2 separate regions of the Anser cygnoides genome follow, and region 2 is linked to region 1. The links are chromatin contacts, called in public Hi-C maps. All regions are on one chromosome and are shown on one strand. Each heading gives the region's core, a stretch centred on a gene start, on an enhancer-like site or on the middle of the called end of the contact. The rest is flanking DNA. Distances are from core to core; before and after follow the strand shown.

Region 1 (4,141 bases), core at 1,543-4,042:
TATACTCCCTGTGTTTTGAAACATGTCTTTTTCTTTGACTAAAATAGAATCTTCCTCGTTTTTCACAAAAAAATAGCATTGGAGAGTCAATCGGACAGCAATGGAAGAAGCAAGCTACGTATTAAGATATTTGTTATGCTGGATGCACTTGGGCCCCATCATACTCTTAACTTTCCATACGAAACCTAACATAATAGCAAATTATTATGTTTGTGAGCTGTTGTGTACAAAAGATTGCAAATTTGAGATCAGAATAGGGTCTGAAGAATAATTCTGCAGAATCACATGCTTTTTCTGTAGGAAAGCAAGATGATGCTGTTAAGACATGGGAACTGGTAACAGATCTGTGTTCATAATTATGGAGGTCTAATGCGACTCTTTCAAGTCTGCTATGGTCAATCATGTAGTGGTAGTATCAAGCTGATGGCTAGCTAAACTCAACCACACTGCTCTCTCACTCCCCCTACTCAAAAGAACAGGGGGAGAAAACAGGATGAAGAAAAGGGGTTCACAAGTTGAGATGAGGACAGCTTAATTATAGAGAAAAATAAGCAAAGGCTGCACAGAAGCTAAAGGAGAAAACAGTTATTCTCTACTTCCCAGCAAGCAGTGTTCAGCCATGTCTCAGGAAGGAGGGCCTCAATATGTGTCGCAGTTGCTTTGGAGGACAGATGCTTCCCTAACAAGAACCCCTTCCCCAAATGTCCCTTTGGCTGGTTTGGGTCAGCTGCCCTGGTGCATCCCCCCCTCTGGCTGCCCACCCCATCCTGCTGGCTCTAGGGGGCCAGCCCTGGTGCTGTGCCAGTGCCACCCTGCCACAGACAAAACACAGCTGGTGTCTGGGGCCACAGGTGCAGGGCACAGCGCTGCGTGGGCTGCTGTGGGACTGCGAGCTCCATCCCAGTGGGACCCAGCACGCAAACGTTACTGCTGATACTGAGACATGGTATCTTATCTTCCTAAGGTACATAGCTTCATTTTTAATAATAAATGTGATGTGCTCAAGTATTACAGTACTCAATGTCACAGAGACAGTTATAAGGAAGTAGCAGCAGGTACTTTGGCTGAAGAAGTATAGCAAGGAAGTGGGATTAAAAAACTAAGAACATTTAAATAGCAATCTTAAAGCAAAACTTCTGTTCCATGCCACTTCTCAGAGCAGAATTATGCTGAAGTGAGCTTTGTATACAGCTTTGGTAGAGCCCTCTTTAAGAGAGATCTTTCAGGCACCTACACTCTACAGTGTTTATTTGCTATCTGTTGACCTAGTTGTCCACTTAAGTTCACACTTGGGGAATAGTTTGCTCTGGGTCCAAGTATTCTCCTGACTAAATGATGACTACAAAGTAGCAGCCCTAAGAAGTGAATCATGTGCCATGTCTAAAAGCTTTTTTTTTTCTTCTTAGCCTCTGTGTAGGGTCAAATGGATGATTGTTTCCCCCAAGGGGTTATGCACCGATCTAAAGAATATATAAAGAACTGACAAATTTCCCATACAGTGAAAGGACAAAACAACTTCTCTTGGAGTTCCATCTTGAAAAATTATTTACATTTTACAAAATCTAGAGCAAGTAGTACTCTATGGTGAAGAGACTAAGGACTGTGATGATCTTACCCATTTATATTTAATGTCACTCAGCTAAATTACATAATTTATGGCTGGATGGATATCAGTGCTTCTTTTTTTGGTCACTGCCAACTGTACACTATTACAAGGACATACACTTCAGCAGCCTAATGAAAAGCAAAACAAAACATTTTTCTTCATTTTACAATATGATTTTGTATTTATTATGACTATTTGTACTTTTATTAACTAAGTGTTCACCAGCAACATCAACACTATATCACCTGTGTAGTAAGTTAAATGTAGTTATGGGATAAACTGTGTATCCTCTGCCACTGCACGTTGGCAGGCCACATACCTCTCCTGGTGTTAGAGTACACCTTCTGATCCTTCTTCTTCCACACACACATTTAAACAGGTGTATAACGGACTGTATGTTACAGAGCAGTTGTGCTATGCATTTGCTTAAGGACATGGTTTAGTGGGTGACATTGGTGGTAGGGTGATGGTTGGACCAGATGATCTTGGAGGTCTTTTCCAACCTTAATGATTCTGTGATTCTATTGTATGAACAGAGCTTTCCTCGAAACTTTGCAACTCATCTGCTGCAGTGTGTCCTCAGCCACAGCCTGACGTCTGTCTCTTGTAGCCTGTGGGAAAGCCGGCAGCCTGAATTTGATTTCCAGCAGCGGAGCAATTCACTGTGAGAGAGACGGAGAAGTCATTACATTCCAGAGGGACCTTCCTGCAGCTGCAGCAGCCCCAATGGCTCTCAACCCTCCTTCTGTGCCTCCCGCTGTGCATCCAGATGGGCCCTCAAAGTGTGAGAGGGAAGGACTGTGGTGCATAGAGCGCAGTTAGTGGTAGTTAACCTTGTGAGCTTGTTTAATACCTGCCTTGCTACAATATTTAGAAGACAGATAGATGATCAATTCTGTGCACCCACCACCTCAGTAACTGTACGTAAGACACCAACAAACAGCACTTTTGCCCTCCCTGCCCGTCCAGCACGGCGGGTTTCACCACCCATCGCCCCCATTCCACACGAGAGTCACAGCCGCCGAGGTCGCTCCCTCCCGCCACCCCTCCCTCCCCCAGCGACGGCACCACGGGCACGCGCACGGCCAGCGGCCGTTAACCGTCGCCATCGCCCGCGCCTCGGCGGGAGGAGCTGGCGGCCGCCCCGCCCCGAACCGCCCCGCGCGCTGCCGTCACGACGCTGCCCCCGCCCGCCCCGTGCCCGTGCCCGGTGCCGTCCCCGCTCGGCTGCATCTGCCTGTCGCCCCGCGGTGCTGGCAGCCATGTCGCGGCCCGGCGGCGGCGCTAGCGGCTTCACCCGTCAGCCCGGCGGCGCGCAGGGGGGCTCGGCGGGCCGCGGTCGCGGCCGGGCGCTGAAGGATATCCGCGTCGACGAGGAGGTGGAGATCGCCGTGAGCATGGCCCTCGAGCGGTTCCGCTACGGGGACGAGAAGGGTGCGGAGAGGGGACCGGGGGGGACGACGGCCGGAGCGCCGCCTGCCCGCCGTCTTCTCACTTTTTTTTATTTTTTTTTTTTTGTCTTAGAAATGGAGTTTCCTTCTTCCCTCACTACCACCGAGCGGGCCTTTGTGCACCGGCTGTGTCAGTCCCTTGGTTTGATATCGAAGAGTAAAGGGTAAGCCGGGTCTGCCGCCCGCGGGCGCGTTGGTTTGCGGATCGCCGTCGAGCGACCCCTGGGATCCCGCGGACCCTGCCTTGTTACACGGCGTAAACTAGGGGCAGAGAGTCCGAAACGAAATAAATACCTTCACACTACGCTTTAGGTCTAAGTTAACAAAACCCGTGGCATGCTCGGTAGGTTATCCTTTTACTGCTACATCGATTTTACGCGTCCCTAAAAAGACTTCTCACCAGGATGAGTGCTGTGTTACCTGCCTTACTGTGTGCCCAAGAGGTTTGCACGGAATCTGATAGCTCTACAGGTAAAATGCAGCATACAACAGTATTGCCAGAAGAGCGCTTCTAAGAAGTGCAAGAGAACAGAATTCGTACACAGGTATTCACAATTTTTTCCCCCTTTTATTCTCCTCTGATCTTTTGAAGAGGAAATCCGTGTTTATTGACCTGATAAGCTTGCATAAAAGCTGAGAATCTGATTCCTAGGTGGGTTAAGGTGAAAAAGAAACAGAAAAGGGAAAGTTAAAGGACAAACCCAGAGAGGTAGAATACCACATATAACTTGTGTGTGGGTGTGTGTGTAGACTGTTGTAAAACTGCAGCAGTATTTGCTGTTACTCATTTCTGATGGTACTTCGTGATTCTTGCTAAAGGAGTGTAGCGTGCTAATTCTCAGAATTGTGCTTACCTGCCACATTTCAATGGGTGCTATTCAGTTCAGCTTGTTTTGAGTGAGTAGCTTGATTTCAGGAGAGCTTACTCAATTGCTTGAATGGTTTTCAGGTGAAGTTACACTGCTGTACATTGGTTCTGGTCTTGGGGTAGCGCAGCTGATTTTTGCTGCAGATACCCGAGCCAATAAATTTGGCTGAACTTGTGTATCTTTGCATCATATTTTGGGAATGTGAAGTGTTAGAA
Region 2 (3,996 bases), core at 1,014-3,513, 240 kb before region 1:
GCATGCCCTGTAGCATATGCTGTGCTTCACTGCAGCCTTGTTTTCTCTGTATAACAATGTCCATATTATTGCCATTAAATTAATTATTACCTGCAAACTCACAAACCAGGAAATTACTCAAGTAAAATACCATAATGTTAGCAAAAGCCTAAATGCAGATTTTCTGTGCGGCCTTACCACAGCTCTTCATACATACTGTAACCATGTGATCACAGACTTTTCTTTTTCCACAGACTGCCTACTTCCTCTGCAGCATTCAGAGAATTCCACCAGTGCTTAGTTACTATACTTCATTCAAATCTTCTACCGAATGCATCTTATTATAATTTCTTGTGCTTCACTACATGTGTGGTCTTTCCTATAGTGCGTCTCCTTAACCAGCAACAACAGCAACAAAAAAACAGAAAATGTGCCATATTATTTCCTGAAGATATTTGTGGTTAACTTTCCTTAAACAGGGAACTGAGACATACATGAATTCAGGCTTAAATTTTCACTAACTTTGGGTGGGCGATTTGCTATATGTAAATTCATCTTCAAATTCTTTAAGTATTTATGTTTCTTTCTCACTATGGTTTATAAAGCACTGGCTGATTTCTATCACCCATCTGAGTTGGATGCCTGTGCGTGCTCTCTCTCTCAGCTCATTTCCCTTGTAACACACTAACTAATTTAGGAACTTCTTCACTCAGAGGGTGATAAGGCACAGGAACAGGTTGCCCAGAGAAGCTGTGGATGCCCCATCCCTGGAAGTATTCAAGGCCAGGGGGCAACAGGGGCTTTGAGCAACCTAGTTTAGTGGAAGATGTCCCTGCCCATGGCAAGGGGTTGGAACTGGATGGTCTTGAAGGTCCCTTCCAACCCAAACTATTCTGTGATAACTGAGCAGAACAGGGAAGTAGCGCTTGAATTGTCTCTGTGTAATTTTTATGCAAATTCAACCCAAAATATGAACTTACATCAGCTGGCAGTGCTGAGCTCATGTAAGCTCACATTTCTTACAAGGACTATGTCACTGCTTTTCAGCCCCCCTGCTACCTCTGTTTGCCGTCCTTTGTTGGAGATTTTATTATAGGAACCAAGCATTTATTGAAGGGCTGAGTGGAAAGAACTCCTCTTTCTGATGACCTGGGCAAGCCTCAGCCCTGGTCATTTGTTTGCAGACTCTCCACACGCTGCCTCTGTCTTCATTCTAATTAATGAGCTGCAAATGCATGCTACGGAGCTCTGGGTTTGACTGGCTCTTAGCTTCTGAGCTTCCTCCTATTAAACACAATTCTGTTGTCCACCTCGGTCAGCTTCTCCAAACAAGACTTTCTCTACCCTCGGCTGTTGCTTTTCCTCTGCAGTCTAGATCTTTTTATAAGACTTCTTTCTGACAGCACAAAGTGTGGACCTTTTTTTTATTTTGTTACCTTCTTTCGTTGTCCCACTGCAAACAGACAACTAACATTAATTTCCAAACTTTTTATTGTTGCCTTTCTGACTGAGTGCCAGGGCTGTCTGATAAGCAAATAATAAAAACCCGTTTGACTACATTACTTGATGATTGTACAGGTTGGTTGGTGCTGTGCGTACTAGGGAAAAGTTCTTCATGCTATGTGTCGCCATCCTTGTATCCTAATTGTGCTTGCAGCTTGACAAGAGGCATTGTCAACTCTGCCCTCAATACGTCTCTGTGTGCACCTTCCCAGGACGTGTCGATATGTAGACTTATCTTTGGGGAAATACTATAACCTGAATGTGTAATGTGTCAGCTTTAACTAAACTTGCTTATGGGAGAAAGGAGTACATGCTATTTTAGCAAAGAAAAGGTTGAGCCATGAATTTCCTCTAAATGAGGAAAAAAATGATTTGCAGTTCCAAATCCCACATAACAAGAGTTTTATTCTTAAGTTTCTGTTATGGCTAACTTAGCGTCTTTCAGTAACATTTCAAAAGTGCAGCAAGAACTCTGCAAATGTCTCTCTCCTGCTCTCCTGTCCTGGGGGCTTGGCAGCATAGTGTCTAAGCTTTCATTATGTTCTTCAGTTTCTCATGCATTAAGCAATTAATTATCTAAGGGTGTTTCATAAGGTCTGTAACATTACATACATTTAGTGTATCATTGTATCACCTCCCCCCCCCCCCCAGCTGTGAATGGGCTAATAATGGCTTAGCTGACATAAGGTGTCAACGTCCGTTTTCTAGAACACTTTTCTCTCTCTGTATCAGTTGACGGGGTTCTTGGTACCACATCGGCATGGGAGAAAAAAGAAGAAAAAAAAAAAAGAAAAAAAAGAAAATCTAGCAGAGCAGAGAGAAACACTAGCAGGAAGATTTTCTCTGATCCCTGCTTCACAACAGATGCCTCCTAGAAACTGACTGGATATTTCCCTTCTACCCTTCAGGATGTGGGGGTTTCAGGAAAAGAGATTGCTTCTTAGCCCTCCAGGGAAACTGATCTCGAGTTGCAGCCTTCTGCACATAAAAACCACTTGTAAGTGCAAAGATTTCTGCAGGAAAAGCTTTAGACTTTAAATTTTGGTATTATATATGTCTCCAGCAATGACAAGTAATAAAGAAGGAAAATATGGGCAAAGAAGAGAAGAGAAAGGCAGGGACAAGGAAATGGATTCTTGCAGAGTGATTGTGAGCTGCGCAATTTTGGCATCTTGATATCATAGTTCTCTCACTGGCTGGTAGGAATGATGGAATTAGCACCATCAAGTAATTTCTTTCTGATGGGTGATGAGTTACTTTCGTTCCAGATAAATGCTGCTTGCTTGGAAGTATGGTTGAGGCCTTTGCTCACCAACTTACGGACAATATTTTGCATTTATCAATTAGCAAAAGCAAGTACCCGGGGAAGTCGGTACCCTGAAAGTGATACAGGTCATGTATCTTTATAGACCCTGTATATCTACCCCTTCTGGTAGAAACAGAACTCACTGGAACCCTGAGCAATGGGATTTACTAGTTTGCACTCAGAGCCTTCCACCTGTCTCTGTCTAGCCATATCAAGAGCCATCCCTTCCTCATTCAAACTACTTCCATGTGTGAAGATTGATGCCATCATCTCAAATATCACAACAAAAAAGGTACTGTGGCAAATGTCATTGTCAAATACCACTGTGCAGAGTTTGCCGAAGAGAGGCACCAGTATATGTAAATCTACTGCTTCTACCAAGATTGTGCTCCAACAGTTTCTTATAATTCATGTCACTTCCAGAGCCACCAGTGTCTTTATTCCTTAACTTTAGCAAGGAGGCAGATTATATATTTATCACTTTCCTTCCCTAACAGTTGAAAAACGAGTTGCGAATATGCTTCTTGAGTCTTCAGGACATCACTGACCTGGTGTCTTTATTAGTGCCTTTGTTTATTCAAATGCGCCTGTAAGCATGTTGAGTTCATATTGAAGTGTTTAATTGCATAGCACAGCCAGAGCCAAAAATCATGGCATTTTTCTGTAAGTTTTTGTTTCTTTGCTTGGCTAGCTGTCTTCTAAGATTGAAATTTGAACCGGGGAGTTGAACGTGCTCAGTACAAGATCTGCTGACATGCCAGAGATAGAACAGCAGGGGGAAGCATGAAACGGGACTTAGTCCCACTAAAGCTTTCAGCAAGTTACATTGGGTAAATTCATTCCAATTAACCTACTCGAGGCTGGTGCAATTATCATCCCATCAGCCTCACACTCACACATTCTTAACCTCTCTCCTCCACGGATAGCGACATAGCTGATCCTGCTCATCCAAGTAGCTAGAGCAGAAAGCTATTCACCGTTTTATACTGTAAGTTTTCCACCTGTTTTGTCCCCAGTGTTTCAGTGCAGAGAACGATGGGACTGCAGCAACCTGACGGTTAGATTGCGGTCTGAGGGAGCCCTGGCACCTCGGCGGTGCCAAACACGCTCCCACCTCTGACTGAAACCCGCGGCGGGACGAGCAGCGGGCGCCTCCCGGCGGCTGCAGCCGCCGCAGAGAGCCCTTTACACGCGTTCGGTGCCTCATT

The links. Hi-C and Micro-C count contacts between places; a contact is called where the count stands out from the background.
Region 2: a contact with region 1 is called in a Hi-C map of liver, with 7 times the contacts expected there. The contact joins the promoter of DCP2 here to the promoter of YTHDC2 in region 1. A contact is called at or near these places in 2 of 7 Hi-C or Micro-C datasets (both in liver).

What each region holds. Positions count from the first base shown.
Region 1 is chrZ:23,489,268-23,493,408 of Taihu_goose_T2T_genome, reverse strand. It overlaps YTHDC2 (YTH N6-methyladenosine RNA binding protein C2), which reads left to right and starts at 2,792. Exons shown (of 30, transcript XM_013197623.3): 1 at 2,792-3,040; 2 at 3,131-3,221. The coding sequence starts at 2,869.
Region 2 is chrZ:23,731,159-23,735,154 of Taihu_goose_T2T_genome, reverse strand. It overlaps DCP2 (decapping mRNA 2), which reads left to right and starts at 2,263. Exons shown (of 11, transcript XM_013197617.3): 1 at 2,263-2,479.